Regions from separate parts of the Sus scrofa genome. Here region 1 is linked to region 2. A link is a contact called in public HiChIP or PLAC-seq data. All regions are on one chromosome and are shown on one strand. Each heading gives the region's core, a stretch centred on a gene start, on an enhancer-like site or on the middle of the called end of the contact. The rest is flanking DNA. Distances are from core to core; before and after follow the strand shown. Region 1 holds the start of LOC110261368. Region 2 holds the start of LOC110261304 (zinc finger protein 558-like).

The links. HiChIP or PLAC-seq counts read pairs in DNA pulled down with a chosen protein or histone mark.
Region 1: an H3K27ac HiChIP or PLAC-seq map of alveolar macrophages shows a contact between it and region 2. The contact joins the promoter of LOC110261368 here to the promoter of LOC110261304 in region 2. A contact is called at or near these places in 2 of 47 Hi-C or Micro-C datasets (embryonic fibroblasts and heart right ventricle) and 1 of 2 datasets of contacts at active chromatin or transcription factors (alveolar macrophages).

The regions. Positions count from the first base shown.
Region 1 is chr6:57,254,484-57,259,695 of Sscrofa11.1, forward strand. It overlaps LOC110261368, which reads left to right and starts at 2,914. Exons shown (of 3, transcript XM_021097569.1): 1 at 2,914-2,995; 2 at 3,508-4,094. The coding sequence starts at 2,914. It overlaps LOC100624467 (zinc finger protein 347), which reads right to left and starts at 4,062. Exons shown (of 4, transcript XM_021097261.1): 1 at 3,559-4,062; 2 at 2,347-2,436. The coding sequence starts at 2,361.
Region 2 is chr6:57,063,250-57,068,595 of Sscrofa11.1, forward strand. LOC110261304 (zinc finger protein 558-like) reads left to right here and starts at 1,446. Exons shown (of 4, transcript XM_021097282.1): 1 at 1,446-1,545. The coding sequence starts at 1,468.

The DNA of each region.
Region 1 (5,212 bases), core at 1,664-4,163, 190 kb after region 2:
CTTGTGGCATATGGAAGTTCCCAGGCTAGGGGTCGAACCGGAGCTGCAGGTACCGGCCTACACCACAGACACAGCCACAGCCACACCAGATGCTACAGCCACAGCAACACAGGATCCAAGCCATATCTGTGGCCTACACCACAGTTCATGGCAACGTGGTTCCTCAACCCACTGAGTGGGGCTAGGGATCAAACCCCCATCCTCATGGATACTAGGTGGGTTCATTACCACTGAGCCACAACAGGAACTCCAAGACGACTTAATAGTCTTAAAATCACCATATTACCACATGTGTGATATAGATTCAACAGAAGCCCTGCCAAAATTTCCAAAAAAATTTTTTGCACTAATAAAAAAATATGCTGAAATTCATAAAGAATCTCAAGGGACCACAAACAGCCATAATATTATTTTTTTTTTTCTTTTTAGGGCCACATCTGCAGCATATGGAAGTTCCTGGGCTAGGGACTGAACTGGCGCTGCAGTTGCCAGCCTAAGCCACAGCTACACCAGATTCTGTGCCCTATGCCGCAGCCTGTGGCAATGCCAGATCCTTAACTCACTGAGCAAGGCCAGGGATCAAACCTGAATTTGCATGGATACTGGTGGGGTTCTTAATCCACTGAGCCACAGTGGGAACTCCCAGCCATGATATTCTTGAAAAAGAAAATAGAGTAGTCATTTTTAGATTTCCAAACATATTACAAAGTTGAAGTTCTCCTGTGCACAGCTGATTAAGGATTTGGTAGTGCCAGATGGGAACTTCCACATGCCTTAGGTATGGTTTAAAAAAAAAAAAAAAAAGTAATCAAGATGAGGTGGAATTGGCATAAGCATAGATACATAAAACAAAGGAAAACATTAGAACATCAGAAATTATTCTTGGAGGGAGCTCCCTGGTGGCTAGAGGATTACGGATCTGGCATTGTTACGGCTCTGGCTGCTGTCAGTGCTGTGGTGTACATACGCTGTGCAGAAAAAGAAAAGTCAGGGGGGGAAGGAAGGAAGAAAGAAGGGCAGGAGGGAGGGAGGAAGGGAGGGAAGAAAGAAGGAAAGGAAGGAAGGAAGGACTGATTCTTGGAATGTGTGTAAATTGTACTGATGAAGATACCAAGTCCACAAAAAGGGCAAAGGTCGGTCTCAATTAATGAATGGTACTCAGAAACTAGATCTACCCGCAAAAGAATGAAGCTGGACTCAAACTTGCAATGGTAAAAATTTCTGTGTCAAAGTATACAATACACAGGTGTTCTGGCTATGGCTCAGCAGGTTAAGAACCCGACTAGGATCCATGAGGCTGTGGGTGTGACCCGGTGCTGTCACAAGCTGCAGCATAAGTCACAGGTGCAGCTTGGATCTGGTCTTGCTGTGTGGCTGTGGTGTAGGCGGGCAGCTGCAAATCCGATTCAATCCCTAGCGTGGGAATTTCCATATGCTGCAGGTGCGGCCTTAAAAAGAAAAGATGAAAAAAAAGTACACAACACACAAAGTGAAAAGGTAACCTCTGAGGAATGGAGATGATGAAAGTGATTTAAAGACTTTCCAACTGTCATGAGATTTAGGTTGACTTCATAATTTATATTTGAGGATAGAAAAAAAGACCCTCCACCACTTCTGTTTCTGAACTTTCTTTTTTCTTTTTCTTTTGTCTTTTTGCCTTTTTCTGGGGCCGCTCCTGCTGCATATGGAGGTTTCCAGGCTAGGGGTCTAATCTGAGCTGTAGCTGCCGGCCTACGCCAGAGCCACAGCAACTCGGGATCTGAGCCACGTCTGTGACTTACACCACAGCTCATGACAAAGTCGGATCCTTAACCCACTGAGCGAGGCCAGGGATCGAACCCACAACCTCGTGGTTCCTAGTCGGATTCGTGAACCACTGAGCCTCAATGGGAACTGCTGAACTTTTGATTCCATTCCCATCATTAATATTTAAAGTCAATCACTTACCTTCGATTGCTTTAGGTAAAGTCAGAACAAATTTCCCCTAATTAACCTAATTTCTAGCGTTTACCAGGTATTGTGCATATTAATACCTGACTTCCATGTGCAGCTTCTTGATCCTGGTTGACAGGGAGCAGACTGTGCATCCAGCTGGAGCCCTAAACAATCCTTGCTGCCCACTAGCCCCGCCCAGGATGATGCCCAGGGGGGCCTCTTCACAAGCTCCAGGTCACTGGGTCAAGGGGAGATGAGGTCTAAGTGGGTGAGAGGCCCTGAAGGACCGGCCAGGTGAATGTGAACATCAGTTGTCAGGCAGGATGCTTTAGGGCCAGACAAGATGAGTGAGTCTAAAGAAGGGTATTTCAAGAAGGAAAGACTGAGAATGAAATGAAAATGTGACTTTACCTGAAAGAAAGCCATTCCTGACTCCTTGTCTTTAGCCTTCCTCCTCTTCCTGGCTTCTTCCTCAGACCACGTGAGTCTTTAGAGGATGATCTTGAAAGTTGAAAAGATACAGTTTAAAGCTTAGAATCAACCTACCCCTTTTGCGTGCACACGCGCACACACACACACACACACACACACACACACACAGGGAAGACCTCACCATATGGGAGAGACAGGCCTCTGCTGCCCACTGTCCCAGGAGGGATTCAGACAAGTTTCTTATTTCTTGTTCTTGCCACTCAAGGCCGTTAAAAGAAACCCTAGCCCTTTAAGAGTTGCTTTCCAATTCCTGCAGATCTGGCTTTTTTACTCACTTCTCTATTTTATTCACCTGCGACTTTCAAAGCTAAATCTATTCCATTTTACTGCCTCTTTACAAGTCCCTCACCCATCCTCTAAGTCCCCATTGGTTTTCCCTCATTCTTTCCTCCTTTTCAGTTTTCTATTTTTGTCTCAGTCGCTTTCTGTCTCTGCTTCTCCTGATCCGCATCGCCCACGTATTTACCGAGATGGTGACTGAATAAAATGCCCGCCTACTGGAAAAACACATTTTCCAGCGGGGTGGAATTTGGGACCGTAGAACACTGGGCGTCACACGGTGGCCCAGGTCACCTCCCCTTTCGCGGGGTGCGGGGAAGGGTTGACTCCGCAGGGGAGGCCTGCGGGACAGAAGGACCGGCCTGAGGAGCCGCGAGGACAGAGGGGCTGGACGGAGGGTGTCTCAGGAGAGGGCGGGTTCCCGAATCCCAGGACCAGGGCGAGGACGCGGACTCTCCGGGAGCCGGGCGGCTGGAGCTGCCCTCCAGGGGCGGGGCAGAAAGTCTGGGGGTGCGGGGGGGGGCTCCGAACCCACCTCTTGAAAGAGGGGTTTACCCCGGCGCGGGGGGGGGGGGACCCGCAGAGGTAGTGCGGGGTTTTATGAAAAAGAACCCAGCGAAAGAAAGACAGCCTCTACGTGGACCGAAGGCAGAAAAGCCAAGGGCAGGGACCAGCCTCAGAGCGAGTGCACACACCAAAGAAAAGATAACCCGACCAGGAACGGCAACATCTGGATCTACTAGGGGCGGGGGCCCGGGCGCTGGGATCTTAGGCCTGAAGTCACTCCCACACCCTGAGGAGGGAGGAAGGCGCACCGCGAACACACATTTACACAAGAAAGGAGAAACTTACCCCGTCCAGCCGGACCTTCCCTTCACTCCCTGCTGTCCGCGGCTGCTCCCGCTCCTGCTTCCGCTTCCGGAAAAAAGGCGCCTGCCGAGCGCCAGGGGCGGGGCTTCCGGGCGGGGCCTGCGCTGAGCGCTGCGGGCCGGAGGGTCCGGGGCGGGGGTGGCGGGGGAGGAGGGAGACCAGATGTGCGCGGGGGCGAGGGGCCCCGGCGCTGGCCGGGGAGCGCGCTTCTGCGGACTTTGAAACTGCTTTTGTTTGTTTTTCTTTCTTTCTTTCTTTTTTTTCCCCGCCGCACCTGCGGCATATGGAAATTCCCGCTCGGGGGCAGGGCGAATAAGAGCCGCAGCTGCGACCTACACCACAGCTGCGGCCGTGGGAGCCTTCCCCCCGCTGCGCCTGGCGGGCAGCCCAGGCAGCCTCGGAGAACAGCGACTCCCGGGCCCACTGCGCCTGGCCCGGGTCCCGCGCTGCGGCAGAGCCAGCCGGGATCCTTGCCTCGGCGGCGCCGCCGCACAACTCCTGCCACGGCTGCTTTTAAGGTAAAAAACTTCTACTTGTGTGGACCACTGATGTCATGGAATCTAAGACGTTTCCTCCTAAACAAGTTCAAACCGGTTTGAATTAAAAAGCTATTTTGGGAGTTCCTGCTGTGACGCAGTGGGTTGCCGCAGCTGTGGCATAGGTCGCAGCTGTGGCTTGGATTCAGTCCCTGGCTGGGAACTTCCATCTGCCGCGGGTGAGGCCATAAAAAAAAAAAAAAAAAAAAGGCTATTTTGCCAGCAGTTTGCTCACACGTCCTGCTTCTGCGGCTCAAGCAATTCAGCGGTTGGGAACGTTGGTCCAGGTGGCTGCTCTGGGGCAGTGCCTGGCTGTGGGAACATTTTCTGCAATTAGAATTAATATAAGCCTGCTACGGAAACAAGAGCTGGAATTTTCTCTGTATCACAAAGTAGAATGAGAAATATGAAACCCTCCCTGGGTAGAACGGGTTATTTCATGCTGAAACCGTACAAAACAGCTTTTCCTTTCCCCGCCTCATTCAGCCATGGGGTGGGGGGCAAACGCAACAAGCTCTCAGTGCCAGAGACTCAAGAACAAAACCTGGGGTCTGACGCAGGAGAATGAAGCCATCTGATACTTTGTTATTAAACATCGCTTTAAAAATAGCAATAAAGGGGGGGGGCAGTTTCCTGGTGGCACAGCAAGTTAAGGATATCTCATTGTTCCTGCTGTGGCTCTGGTTGTGGCTGTGGCATGGGTTCAATCCCTGGTGGGGAGCGTAGGCACGCTGTGGGCATGGCCAAAAAAAAATAGCAGTGCATTTTAAAAAATTGCTGTGGATTGCAGTGGGTTTTTTTCTAAAGGGTTTTATTTACCTCTTAAGATCACATTTTCCCCGAGTTATATTTCAGCGTCTCTGACGCATATCACTGTATGAGTTTAAGGTTTACAGCATAATGTTCTGACTTCTATGTATTGAAATGATTACTGCAGTAAGTTTAGTGTCCAACATTGCATACAGACACAATAAAAAAGCAAAAAAAAAATTTTTATCTAACTGCATAATTTTTTTAAAATACTTAGGAAAGGCATCTTATTGAAGAAAAGTAAATGCTTGAGAATGAAGATTGTAATATGGATACTTATATAGTATTTT
Region 2 (5,346 bases), core at 196-2,695:
AATCAGAGCTGTAGCTGCCAGCCTACGCCAGAGCCACAGCAACGCAAGATCCAAGCCGCGTCTGCCACCTACACCACAGCTCATGGCAACGCCGGATCCTTAACCCATTGAACAAGGCCAGGAATCCAACCCGCAACCTCATGGTTCCTAGTCGGATTCGTTAACCACTGCGCCACGACGGGAACTCCCTAGTCTTGTTCTTAACCCGCTGAAACACAATGGGAACTCCAAATTCTGCTCTTTTTCAAAGCAATGATTAGGGACCTAAACTGTCACATGCCTTATTCCCTTAAAAGTCCCTGAAAAACTAAACACAGTGTTGAATTTAGCCCCCTGGGTTAATGGAAAATAGAAACGAAGTGCTGTTCACAGGGCTTAGTATTAAATGTCCCATTCTACCCAGGGAGAGTTTTGTATTTCACATTCTAGCTTTTAATCCCTACACAGATAACTCCAATCATTTATTTTAAATGCTTAAGTTAATTCTAATTGAGAAAATGTTCCTGGATCCAAGCACACCCGACAGCAACGCCTCACTGAGATCCCAGTTCTCTCACTTCAGGAGGAGCATCCAACCTGCTGGTAAAAATAGCTTTTGACTTAAACTGCTTTCACCTTAAGAAGAAAACGTCTTAATGGAGTTCCTGTGGAGACTCAGTGGTTAACGAATCCGACTAGGAACCATGAGGTTGCGGGTTCGATCCCTGACCTTGCTCAGTGGGTTAGGGAACCGGTGTTGCCGTGAGCTGTGGTGTAGGTGGCAGACGCGGCTCGGATCCCCGCGTTGCTGTGGCTGTGGTGTAGGCCTGTGGCTATAGCTCTGATTGGACCCCTAGCCTGGGAACCTCCATATGCCACAGGAGCGGCCCAAGAAATGGCAAAAAGACAAAAAAAAAAAAAGAAAACGTCTTTAACTAGCAAAAGAAGTGGCCCACACAACTGTAAGCTTTTATTGTAAAACTGCTAGAGACAGTAACCTAAGCAGGACGCATTGCTCCCTCACAAGACACACAGAACCTCAAGCATTTCTAAACCCTGAAGCTGTTAACTTGAGAGGGAGGCGGAGAGCCAGGCAGGCCACGCCCCTAGGGGCGCCCCTCCCTCGCTCTCGGGTTCCTTCCGGAAGTCCAGGTTCCCCACGCCCCGCCCCTTCCTCCACGGGGCTCTGCTCCATGAGCGACCTCACTCCGCGCACGCGCAGTCTTTTTTTAGACGGGAAGTAGTGTGGAGCAAAGGTCACACTGGACAGCTTGGGCTACCCCTGTTTTCTAGCTTCAACTTGCGACTCGCAGTCTTGTCTTCCAACAGTTCACTGAAAAAATAAGCAGTTTCAAGGTACGGGGGTATGACATCCCTACCCCGCCCCCGCGCTCCCTTCGCAGACCAGGGCTCCGTCCTCGCCCCGCCCCTCGCCGGTAGCACTCCGCCCAGGTCCCGACACCGGAAGCCCCGCCTCTAGCTTTGCGCATGCGTAGTTTCTCGGGGGACCAGACGCGGAGAACGCGGAGAGGGTTCCGCTGTAAGTTTCTCCTTTGCAGTGTAAAGGTGTGTTTCGCCATCCCCGTAACTCCACCCTCAGGGTCTTGGAAGTCGCTAGGAATCTAAAATCCCAGCAACCCGGCCCTCCGCCCCCAAGTAAATCCTGGCGTCGTCCTTATAGCTCGGGTATGTGTTCCTTTGAGTTTTAAATTGCGCTGTGCCTGGTCCCAGAGTCCTCGGCTTTACCGCTTTCGGTCCACGCAGATACCGCTTTTCGCGACGTTTTCTTGCTTAAAATCCTTTACTACCTCCTGCCCCCTTACGTAAAGTCTACTGCGAGGAGTATCCGAGCCCCCATTTCGCCCCCCGCTGCTAGAGGGCAGTGCCGGCCGCCCCGCTCCCGGAGAGGCCGCGTCCTCGCCCTGGTCCTGGGATTCGGGAGCCCGCCCTCTCCGGAGACACCCTCCCTCCCTCCCTCCATCCCCTCTGCCCTCGCGGCTCCTCAGGCCGGTCCTTCTGCCCTGAGGGCCTCACTTGCGTAGTCAGCCCTTCCCCGCACTGGAAGAGAGGACCTGGGCCACCCTGTGACACCCAGTGTTGGAAAACGGCCACTTCCGGTAGGCGGGCATCTTATTCAGTCACCATCCCATGAAAATACGTGGGCGAAAAGTATCAGAAGAAGCAGAGACAATAACTGCGAGAGAAATAGAAAAACTGGGGAGGAAAGAATGAGAGCGAACTGGTGGGAACATAGAGGATGGCTGAGGACCTGTAAAGAGACAGTGAAATGAAAGCAATTGAGTCTTGACTGTGGCAGGTGAATAAAATAGAGAAGTAAATTAAAAAGCCTGACCTTTAAGGATTGAAGAGCAACTTAGGGGATACCTGGATCAACAGTAGGAGGGAGGGAGGACAACAGTGAGGAGGCACTTCACCCAAGGAGGTTTGGGGCGAGGATAAAAGTGTTGGAACCGTGGCCTTCTGAGCCACAGTTGCTGGGAGAGAAAGAGGACCCGTGCCTAGAAAAACAGGAAGAGAGCAGGGAGCCACCTGGAGTGCTGGAGATTTGGGAGGAAGACAGTGTAACAGGGATAGAGGTGAAACCTCTGTCTTTTAATTGAAATCGCACACATGGTCTCAAGACTTAATGAGGCTCAGGTTCTTTATGCCTCAGCGCAGAAGGAATTCGGGGAGAGGCAAGGTGACAGGTAAGAAGAGCACCCTGTAAGGGTCTGCAGAAGGAATGTGGCGGCAAGTGTGGGCATGAGCCCCGTGAACGGTGTGTGTACCTGTTCGTTTTGGGTTCAAGAGGCATGTGGAACTGTTGGCAAAAGCATCGTCTCGGTTCTGGCTGGAGCCCTTCATGTTGGTTTATGGGTGGCAGGGTTCATTGCATGGTTTAAGGTGCCATAGTGTCTTAGCTTAAGTTCACTGGGACATTGCTGAAACTGAGGGTTTCCATGCATTGGTTTATTTGGGTTTTTTTATGGTCATGTGTGAGGGGGAATGAAGGAAGTGGATTTAGGTTCAGAAATATTTTCAGCCAGGGTTGTGAGCCTATGAGGATGCTTGGGTGCAGGAAGATGGGTGCTTTGTCCTTAGGCTACATGTCTAGAGGGTGTTCCACAGCCTCCACTCCGCAAGTGACTTGTGTTGGATCTTTGGAAGGTCAAGAATCATTGTAGAATTAACAGTAATATGGGGGAGGGGAGGGAACGGGATAGACTGGGAGTTTGGGGTTAGTAGATGCAAGTTATAGTATTGGGAGGGAAAGCAGAACTAGAAAAAGTAATGTAGGGGAGTTCCCGTCGTGGCGCAGTGGTTAACGAATCCGACTAGGAACCATGAGGTTGCGGGTTCGGTCCCTGCCCTTGCTCAGTGGGTTAAGGATCCGGCGTTGCCGTGAGCTGTGGTGTAGGTTGCAGACGCGGCTCGGATCCTGCGTTGCTGTGGCTCTGGCGTAGGCTGGTGGCTACAGCTCCGATTCGACCCCTAGCCTGGGAACCTCCATATGCCGTGGGAGCGGCCCAAGAAATAGCAACAACAACAACAAAAAAAAGACAAAAAGACAAAAAAAAAAAAGAAAAAGTAATGTAGGGAAGATCTCAGATCATTTTATGGGTTACCTTTGATATCTGAGTATTTGAGGTTACAAGGGAAGAAAGTTTTAGATACACTTTTTTTTTTTTAATTTTTTTCTTTTTTGTCTCCTTAGATACACTTTTAAATAACCAAAAGAGAATCTGGTCGTTCCCCCTGCCAAAAAAAAAATTTTTTTTTTTTTTAAAGAATCTGGAGTGTTTCCTTGGAAGAAATGTGGTCTCACTGGGGCATATGCATCATTAGAGACGTCTCGCTTTTATTATGAGATTTGGAGATTACAGTATTCAGGCTCAGTTGCTGTGAATTAAAATAGGGTGTCTTGCATCTAGAGTTCTTGAGGTGTCGTCATGTGTGTTACTCCGTTCATGAATGCACTAGATATTAGAGCTTAGAGTGTTTTCTGGTATTTTATAGCAGGACGGGAGGTATATTATGGGGTGTTGGACCCCATGAGAGTTTGTAAGTTTGAGTCCAGAAGAGAAATTATGAGTACCAAGCTTCAAATGGCAGAAGGTGGAGTTCCCGACGTGGCGCAGCAGAAACGAATCAACTAGGAACCATGAGGTTGAGGGTTCGATCCCTGGCCTCGGCTCAGTGGGTTAAGGATCTGGCGTTGCCATGAGCTGTGGTGTAGGTCACAGACATGGCTCGGATTCCAAGTTGCTGTGGCTCTAATTCGACCCCTAGCCTGGGAACCTCCATATGCAGTGGGTGCTGCCCTAAAAACCAAAAAAAAAAAAAAAAAAAAAAAAAAAAGGCAGAAGGTTTCCATTAGGGAAGACTCGCTAGGTATGGGTCTGTGGGCACAACTTGTCAGGTAACAGAATCCTGTCTCAGGAGACTGAGTCCTGTGTGGGGAAAGGTCGTTTCACAAATCATAGAGGGCCGGCAGCACCGCAGCATGTGCAATACAGAGGCTCATCCTCAGGAAGGCAGAGGGACTTTCTTGTTGCCAGGCCAGTTGCTGGTTCCTCTGTTACCTTCTCCCTTTCTGTCCCAAAACACACAGACACACAAACACAACGTACAGAGAACAGGGAACCCCTGTGCACTGTTGGTAGGAATGTTAGTTGTACAACTGTTATGGAAAACAGTATGAAGATTCCTTTATTTTATTTTTTTGTCTTTTTGCCATTTCTTGGGCTGATCCCGCAGCATATGGAGGTTCCCAGGCTAGGGGTTGAATTAGAGCCACAGCAACTTGGGGTCCGAGCCATGTCTGTGACCTACACCACAGCTCATGGCAATGCCAGATCCTTAACCCACTGAGCCGAGCCAAGGAATTGAACCCTCAACCTCATGGTTCCTAGTCGGATTCATTAACCACTGAGCCACGACGGGAACTCTGGAGATTCCTTAATTTTAAAAAAGAACAGGAGTTCTGGTCGTGGCGCAGCGGAAACAAATCCAACTAGGAACCATGAGGTTGTGGGTTTGATCCCTGGCCTTGCTCATTGGGTTAAGGATTCGGCATTGGTGAGCTGTGGTGTAGGTCGTAGATGTGTCTTGGATCTGGCTTTGCTGTGACTGTGGTGTAGGCTGACAGCTGTAGCTCTGATTGGACCCCTAGCCTGGGAACCTCCATATGCTGTGGGTGCGGCCCTAAAAAGCAAAAAAAACAAAAACAAAAACAAAAAACACAGGGACGCGATCTATCAAAACTATTCTGGCTAGATATCCGGTAGAAACAAAATCAGTATTTTAAGGAAATTAGCTGCACTCCAATGAGCATTATTGCATTATCACCATAGCCAAGTTAGGGAA